Linked DNA regions of Anser cygnoides: region 2 is linked to region 1. The links are chromatin contacts, called in public Hi-C maps. All regions are on one chromosome and are shown on one strand. The core of a region is the stretch at or near the end of the contact, and the rest is flanking DNA. Distances in the headings are between cores, read along the strand shown. Region 1 holds the start of COL14A1 (collagen type XIV alpha 1 chain). Region 2 holds the start of MTBP (MDM2 binding protein).

Region 1 (4,331 bases), core at 1,676-4,175:
GTTAAAAACAGTACAAAATTCATTATCTGAACTTGGCTTTTAATATTGGCCAGTAGAGTTACTCAACGTACATAGGACAAAATTCATTATCTGAACTTGGTTTTTAATATTGGCCAGTAGAGTTACTCAACGTACATAGGAGCACCTCCCAAGATGCATCATGATCATAACATCATGCTTTTAAATATTTACCTATCACCAAACTTTACTTCACTAGTTTTGGTCAATTTTCTGGGCTAGGAAGAAGAATTTTTGCTGCCCTCTCCTGTTAGTATTTTACTGGAGAATTAAATTAATTTTGTCAAAGACTCAGCATTTGAAGGTTTGCTTTGGTAAACTTTGGTTTACGTATTTCTGCTTTGCAAGCCCCTCCCCTTAACCTTCCATGTAATTTTCTCTAATATCCCTAGGACACCACCACTTAATTTACCTTCCCCGTTTTCGATGTCTTCTGAGGAAGGCGTAATGCAAGTGGTCCAACCACTATCTAAGAATACAAAAGACAACCTGAAGTACCTCAACCAGTATTGAACAGATGAGAGGATAATCCTATACCTCCTTCTCTCTTGTAAAAGATATTTACAATTTACCATAGTTATCCCAGTCCTTGGTAGGTCTAATGTCACAAATCCCAATCATGGATATTTGGTATGCCACCTCAAAATATACAGGTGACTTCGTCATTTGAAGTTCTATCCCCACAGGGGGTTACCTAAGTTTTAGTCAAATTATCAACAAGTTCCACGCTACTCAGGTACATATTTTGAATCCATCTCTTACAGCATGAATCTCTCAAGACAGAGAGAAATAACTACATCTAATAACAAAACCATGTGCCCAAAACTGAGGTATTGCTATGCCTGGTTCTTAGGACACATCCTCCAGATAGAATTCAAAAACCCAAGCCAAGTGCCCAGGCTTTCTACTACACAAACACAAGGAGTCAAACATCCAAGGACTGGATCCAGATGAGCCAGCATCAGCAGGCAGTTGCCTAGTGACAGGCAATAGGGCAAACAAAGAGAGCTAAGTCCTAAACAGCACCCCTTGTGCAACTTACATTGCATATCAAAGCTTCTCCCCACCTCAGGAATATAACCTGAAGTGTGTAAATGGTGACTCTTCAAAGGACAATACACAACTGATTCTTCAATTCGGTCACCACTATGTGTAAGTTTCTTTCCATATAATAACCCAGATATTAAAATAGCCACTCACAGTGGTGGCTCAGCTCCCCATTTGCTAGTTTTGATATAAACCCTCCTCCCAGATAAGGGTTATAAATATTAACTGACATGCAGTGCTGTATAGGAACACTCTCTCCTGCTCATTTCAGAGAACAGCTATCACGGGAAGAAGGTATGATTTATTGAGAGAAACATAACTGATGCTGGATAAAAGACAGCCTGGGCACAAACTGACTTCTGCAAAGACCAGCACCTCAGGGTTCACTCCAGGAGGAAAGGCACACAGAGGCAACCACGAGTCTGCAGCCACCTTGTGGCTGACACTATCAGGGAATCAGAAAAGCCATCCCATTCCCCCTGCTTTTTATATATTTCTCCACTGTTTGGTAAAACAGTTATCCGAGTGAATAACTTGGAGAGCAGAAACCCAACTCCAGGCTCCCCTTCCACACCAAAAGCCCGGCCAGTGAGGTGACCCCTGCTGCTCCACATGCACTTGCTGTTGTGGTGGCCTCGGCTCCTGTCCGGGGAAGGGGAAGGCTTACACACCGCAGGCTGCCCGCAGCATCCACACAAGCCAGGCAGCCCGTCACCTTCTCCTGGGGGATGAAGGGGTTTGAGACACCCCAAACCTGTTGTACAGCCACCCTGCTCCAGGCAAGACCTGCCAGAGGAGTGCTGTGTTTCTAGGTGCCAGTTAAACTCAGCCAAGGAGCAGGGCCCAGGCAGCTCAGCCAAGGAACAAATCTCAAGGACCAAGCAGCTCAGCCCCGAGGAAACCTGCCCAAAGCTGCAGCGCCTTCGCGCAGCTGGCTGGCCGTAAGGTCTTGCACTGCGGTGCTTAGAGCCACCCTGCCACACCACAGCCTCGGTGAGGCACCAGGGGGTTCATAACCCGTATAGTGGTGGTTTATTAGGGTGCAGAGTGACTCAAGTTTCTCGGGTCGACGTCCCACAAGGAGGAGTGGGACCAGCCCCAGGGCAGCAGAGTGCTCTTGGGGTGCACCCCACTTCTCACAGCCCCCTCAGCGGTGCCACCAAGCCCCCCATTTTAAGGCGACATTCCCCCTTTTCAGCTCAAAAAGGGGGGCAGCGGGGGGGTCTGTTGTCCCCACCGAGCTGGGGGGGACTCCAGGAGACCCGGGTGAAGTCCCCTCATCGCCCACCTCCCCACACGGCAGGGCCGGCCGCGGCAGCCCCGTTACCGGGGGGCACCGGGACAGGGGAACCGGGGGAAGAGACCGGCCTGGGGCCGCTGAGAGAGTGAAGGAGGGAGGACGTGCCCAGCCGGACCCTCAACTGAAAGTGCGTTTTCTTTAATAAATTCTAATTATCCTTAAAAGTACGGCTTTTGCAGTTTTTAAGGGGCTCCCCCTCAGGCTCGACGCTTCTGTCCCCTGCTCCCAGCAGCTTCGCCCGCTCCCTGCGGCTCCGCTCCGGTCCCCGCCGCCCTCCCCGGGGCTGGCCCCGCAGGTGGCTGCGGGACGCCCCCCCCTGTGCCCAGTGAAGCCGCCCCGGGCTCGGAGCCCCCCTGGGACTCGGAGCCTGCCCCTACCCGTCCCGCCCCAGCCCACCCGGGGCAGCACCGCGGAGCTCGCACCGACCTGGGCGGGCAGCGGCGGGCGGCCGGGGCTGGGGGTGCTGCTGCGCCGCGCCGCTCCCCTCCGGCTGCTCTTCCCCTCGCAGCGCCGCATCCGACGAGGAGGGAGGGCAGGGAGAGGAGGCGGGCAGTTATAGAGCTGAAGGTGGAAAGAAGGGGGGAAAAGAGGCGAGCACCGGGCCCGCCGGCCAGCCCCCGCCCCCGGGCCCCTGCGCTGCGGCGGGAGGGTGCGGCCAGGTGCGGGAGCGGCCGGGCTGGGCCTCGCCTCACAGCACCCCGCTTCTCCTGTCAGCGCCACGGTCCTCCCCTCAGCACCCCGGTTCTCTGGTGCACCCCGGTTCTCCTGCCAGAATCATGACTCTCTAGTGCACCCCACTTCTCCTGTCAGCACCACGGCTCTCTGGTGCACCCCCATTCTCCCCTCAGCACCCCAGTTCTCCTGTCAGCACTATGTTTCTACTGGTGCACCCCGGTTCTCCTGCCAGCATCCTGGTTTTCCTGATGTACCCCACTTCTCCTGTCAGCACCCCAGTTCTCCTGGTGCACCCCGCTTCTCTGGTGCACTCTGGTTCTCCTGGTGCACCCCGGTTCACCTACCAGCACCCCACTTCTCCTGTCAGCACCCTGCTTTTCTGGGGCACCCCAGTTCTCCTGTCAGCACCCTGCTTCTCTGCTGCACCCCTGTTCTCCTGCCAGCACCCCAGTTCACTTGCCAGCACCCTGGTTCTCCTGGTGCACCTCCCTTCTCCTGTCAGCACCCCGGTTCTCCTGTCAGCACCCCGGTTCTCCTGCCAGCACCCTGGTTCTCCTACTGCACCCTGCTTCTCCCGTCAGCACCCCAGTTCTCCTGTCAGCACCCCAGTTCTCCTGGTGCACCCCACTTCTCCTGGTCCTGCTCCCTCTTAACTCCCTCTCCTCCTCCCGGAGTTGCTCATTCACTTCGTTATCAATGATTTAAAAGGTGCCTGCCCCACAGTGTGGCTAGGAATGCTATTCCCCCAGTGCTGGTTATTGCGCTGATGGATGATTAATCGGGGAAATATTTATAATAAAGTGTTCCAGTGTTTGTCTGGCTTAGTATAAACCTTGATTAAAAGCGTTGTAGTACATGTGCGCATTTTTGCCATCTATGTAGACACAGCAATGGGGAAGTGGAACTGCAGAATCTGTATTCATACACAAATTTGATTCACCTCACAGTATACCCTACTGGATTTACAGTTAAGGCTACTACTCACGAAGTTTGTAAGTCCCTAGAATTTAAGAGGTGAGTGAAAATACTCATTTCAATGTGCCTGGTCATCTGTATAAAATTACAAATGAAATCACCGAAGGACTGCAGTTAAGAAACAAGAGGCAGAAGTGAAAAGAGAGACGTGCATCGCCTTGTTCACATAAGTAGGACTCCCTTTGAGGGAAGGGGAACACAGTAAGTCTCGGGGAGATGACTGTGTCTAAACTCCATAAAGCAGGACCTTCTGTGGCTGGGTAGGATTCCCAGTCTTGCAGGCTCTTGTCCAAAGTCACCATACACAGATATTTTT
Region 2 (4,191 bases), core at 1,236-3,735, 160 kb before region 1:
TCCTACTATAATAAGCATTTACGTTGAAAGACTCTACGTAAGTAATTTAAGGTGCCACAGTGGCCTAAACTCTACTTTCCTTTGGCATTATATTGAAGACCTAAGCATACTGAAGTGTAGGTATGTGTCTAAGTGTCTAACTATTAATGATCTTTCAATTATTAATAAGTAACAAAGTTGTTGACCTCTTAATGACTTTCATAAATATCATTAATGCAGTTAGTAAAACGAGATGCTCTCTCTACATTTCCATGCAATAAAAATTACAAAAGTTGAAAACAGCTCAACATTCACACCTAAATGGATTTTGACAACTTATGTTGGTTCACATGAAGAATAATCAGATGACAGTTCTGACAATGAGGTCAGCTTTAACAGCCAGATATACAAACCAAGTAAAGAAATACAAAAGCATCAGTATTATTAAAAAAGCTAAACTAAAAGTACTAAAGCAGATCTTCAGAAATCTATTTTAAGATGATTAAATGATTTAATAAATACTCATGGTTTATGGTTCTGAATTGCTAGCCAACAGATATATATTGCTTCCACTGAAAAAATTAGAAGAGAGAACAGGAGTAACAAAAATTGTAGGCATGAAAATATCAAGCTTCCCACTGACATGAGAAACAAGCCCTTTTCTGCTCTCAGTCGCTCTTAAAATAGATTGAAATTTGTCAGCCTTTCAAAACACTTGTCTTTCATTTCCAGTGCCCAGTATATTTAATCATCTGCTAACAACTGAGCTGCTGAAGTAAAATCAGTTCTCCATAGAAACGGTAGCAAGAGCAAGAGAAACTGGATTTTCTCAAGTTTCTGATTGGTTTCATGCAGACAATAAATTTGCCTATGCCAATTCCTTGATAACATTTGGAATATATTACTATACTTACCTGGAAAAGTCCTTGCATCTGCATTTATAGATGAATTACAGTTTTCTTTCAGAAGTTTATATATATTTGCAGCAGTCACAGCTGGAAAAAAAAAGTTTTTCTTAAATTTGCTGACTTTCGGAAGTTAAGTCTTGCTTATTACAAATGCAGTTTAAAGTTCAGTTTAACGTTAAAAGTTTAGTTTTAAAAAAGGTGTCAAGTACAGATTTACAGGAGTTTAAAAAGACTAATTTTATAAAGTTCTAGTTAAACTACTGGGTATATAGATTTACAGGCTGGAGAAACGGGCTGACAAGAACCTCATGAGGTTCAGCAAGAAGTGCGAAGTCCTACACCCAGGGAGGAACAACCCCGGACACCTGTACATGCTGGGGGCAGAAAAGGTCCTGAGGGTCTTGGTGGACACTGTGTTGACCATGAGCCAGCAGCGTGCCTTTGCAGCTAAGAACGCTAATGGTATTCTTGGTTGCGCTAGGCAAGTATCATCAGCAAGTCAAGAGAGGTGATCAGCATTGGTGAGGTTGCACCAGGACTGCTGTGACCAGATCAGTGCTCCCCAGTACAACAGAGACCTGGACATGCTGGGAAAAATCCAGCGGAGGAGCACAAAGATGATCAGGGGACTAGAGCACCTCTTCTACAAGGAAAGGCTGAGACAGCTGGGACCATTCAACCTAGAGAAGAAAAGGCTATGGGAAGATCTTATCACCATATATCAGTAGCTGAAGGCAGGGTGCAAAGAGGACAGACTCAGGCTCTTTTCAGTGGTGCCCAGTGCCAGGACAAGAGGCATTGGGCATGAACTGGAACACCGGAGGTTCCTCTGAACATCAGGAAGCACTTCTGTGCTGTGCAGGTGACCAAGCACTGACACAGGTTGCTCAGAGAGGCAGTGGTGTCTCCACCTTAGTGATCTTCAAAAGCCACCTGGACGTGGACCTGGGCACCTTGCTCTGGGTGTCCCTGCTTGAGCTGGGGTGGGACCAGATGGACCCCAGAGGGCCCTGCCAGCCTCAACCCTCCTGTGATATCTCTGAAATCTTCTAGTTAGCTAACATCAGCGTTGTAACAAAACTCAAATAATCTAAGTTTCTGAAGGCTTAATTCATTAAAGTCTTCTGTTCTGAAAGATTTTTATCAAGGTAATAATCCTGAAAACCCACCTGCGCACAGACCCCAGACCAAAAAACATAAAGAAAAAGCCTTCGAGAACAACCCCAGAGACGTTTGAGGCAGGGGCATCGATTAACCGGGTGAAAGCACAAGAACTCAAGGATCACATCTCTAGGAGACACAGTCCACCTACGTGCCCTAGGAAAGCCACACCGCGGGTAATTCCCGGTCTCCAGCCCTCACGGCGGCGGCTCCCGCTTCGTGCCGTGCCCCGCGTCCCCCCCTCCTCGGCGGCAGCCCCTCTTCAGCATCGCCCCCCCGATGCAGCGATACCTGCTCCGGGCTCCCCACCGCCCTCAGCCCTGCGCTCTCCCCAGCTGAGGAGCAGCACGTAGCGGTCCATGGCCGGCCGAGGACGGGCAGGGAGAGGGAGACGGAGCCGCCACCACCATCAGGGCTCCGAGCAGCCCGCGCTACCCGCCCCTGCACCGCCCCTCGCAGGGCGACGTTTCCGCTTCCCGGGGCGGCCGCCGCCGATGGGCTCCGCTTCCCTTCCCCTTGAGCCGCAGCGGCCATGGCCAGTTACACCAAGGCTGCCCAGGTGAGCGCGGGGCTGGCCCTTTGGGCGAGGGGATACCGCGGTGGGCGCTGTCCTCCGTGTCACGGCGGGCTGCTGGCGGCCGCCATTTTGTGAGGGTGAGGGGGTGCCATGGCCGGGCACTGCTCTGCTGCCCCGCGGCCGGCCCCTCGTCGTGGTTGATGCTGGAGGGAACAGGCAGTGCCCGCTGTGGGACTGCTGGGGAAGGAAAGGGGGCTGAGAGGGAAAAGGCTGCCCGCTGAAGGCGGCTAGGGTTGTTAGTAGGCACAGAAGCGTATTTAGGTGTTTCTCAGGCAGCCCAGAGACGCTGTGGGTACCCTATCCCTGGAGGTGTTCAAGACCAGGCTGGATGGGGCTTTGGGCAGCCTGGGCTGGGGGGAGGTGTCCCTGCCCATGGCAGGGGAGTTGGAACTGGGTGGGCTTTAAGGTCCCTTCAGTCCCAAACCATTCGATGAACCACTTCAAGCAGCAAGTGCAGCACAGGAGGTCTTAAAGACTCAGGAACAGTCTGTCCCCGTATGATGAGCCGGTGGGGAAGAAGACCGGCATAGCTGAACAGGGAACTTTTGCTGTGTGTCTGGGAGAAAAAAAAAGAGTTTATGTCTGGTGGAAGAAGGGGCAGACAACTCAGGTAGGGTACAAGGCAGTTGCCAGCATATGCAGAGAATAAAAAATCAGGAAGTCCAAAGCCCAGCACGAGCTCAACCTGGCCACTATGGTCAAGGATAACAAAAAATGCTTTTATAAATATATTAATGGCAAGAGGAGGGCCAAGGAGAATCTCCATCCTTTACTGAACGCAGGGGGGAACGTGACTACTGAGGATAAGGAAAAGGCTGAGGTTCTCAATGCCTTCTTTGCATCTGTCTTTACTAGCCAGAGCACTTATCCTCGGGGTATTCAGCCTCCCAACCTGGAAGTCTGGGATGGAGAGCAGATCTCCCCCGCTGACTCCCCCCAGTTCACGTGGAAGCAGTTAGAGACCTGCTGCTCCACCTGGACTGTCACAGGTCCATAGGGCCAGATGGCATCCACCCGAGGGTGCTGAGGGAGCTGGCGGACGTGATTGCTGGGCCGCTTTCCATCATCTATCAGCGGTCATGGTCATCCAGAGAGGTTCTGTATGACTGGAGATGTGCTAATGTGACACCCATCTATAAGAAGGGTCGTAAGGAGAGCCCGGGGAACTACAGGCTTGTCAGCCTGACCTCGGTGCCAGGAAAGGTGATGGAACAGGTCATCTTGAGTGCAATCGTGTAATGTATGCGGGACAAATGGGGGATCAGGCTCAGTCAGCATGGATTCCTGAAAGGCAAGTCCCGCCTGACCAACCTCATCTCCTTCTATGACCGGGTGACCCGCCCAGTGGATGTGGGAAGGCTGTTGACGTAGTCTACCTAGACTTCAGCAAGGTCTTTGACACAGTCTCCCGTAGTATTCTCCTAGAGAAGCTGGCAGCCCATGGCTTGGACAGGTACACGCTTTGCTGGGTTAAAAACTGGCGGGATGGCTGGGCCCAGAGAGTGGTGGTGAACGGAGTGAAATCCAGCTGGCAACTGGTCACCAGTGGTGTTCCCCTGGGGTCGG

Evidence for each region. A called contact is a pair of places that touch in the nucleus more often than the background predicts.
Region 2: a Hi-C map of granulosa cells shows a contact between it and region 1, with 2.4 times the contacts expected there. The contact joins the promoter of MTBP here to the promoter of COL14A1 in region 1. A contact is called at or near these places in 2 of 7 Hi-C or Micro-C datasets (granulosa cells and liver).

What each region holds. Positions count from the first base shown.
Region 1 is chr2:150,077,264-150,081,594 of Taihu_goose_T2T_genome, reverse strand. It overlaps COL14A1 (collagen type XIV alpha 1 chain), which reads right to left and starts at 2,925. Exons shown (of 49, transcript XR_010828773.1): 1 at 2,792-2,925.
Region 2 is chr2:150,241,379-150,245,569 of Taihu_goose_T2T_genome, reverse strand. It overlaps MTBP (MDM2 binding protein), which reads right to left and starts at 2,485. Exons shown (of 22, transcript XM_048048879.2): 1 at 2,340-2,485; 2 at 894-974. The coding sequence starts at 2,409. It overlaps MRPL13 (mitochondrial ribosomal protein L13), which reads left to right and starts at 2,467. Exons shown (of 7, transcript XM_048048899.2): 1 at 2,467-2,607. The coding sequence starts at 2,581.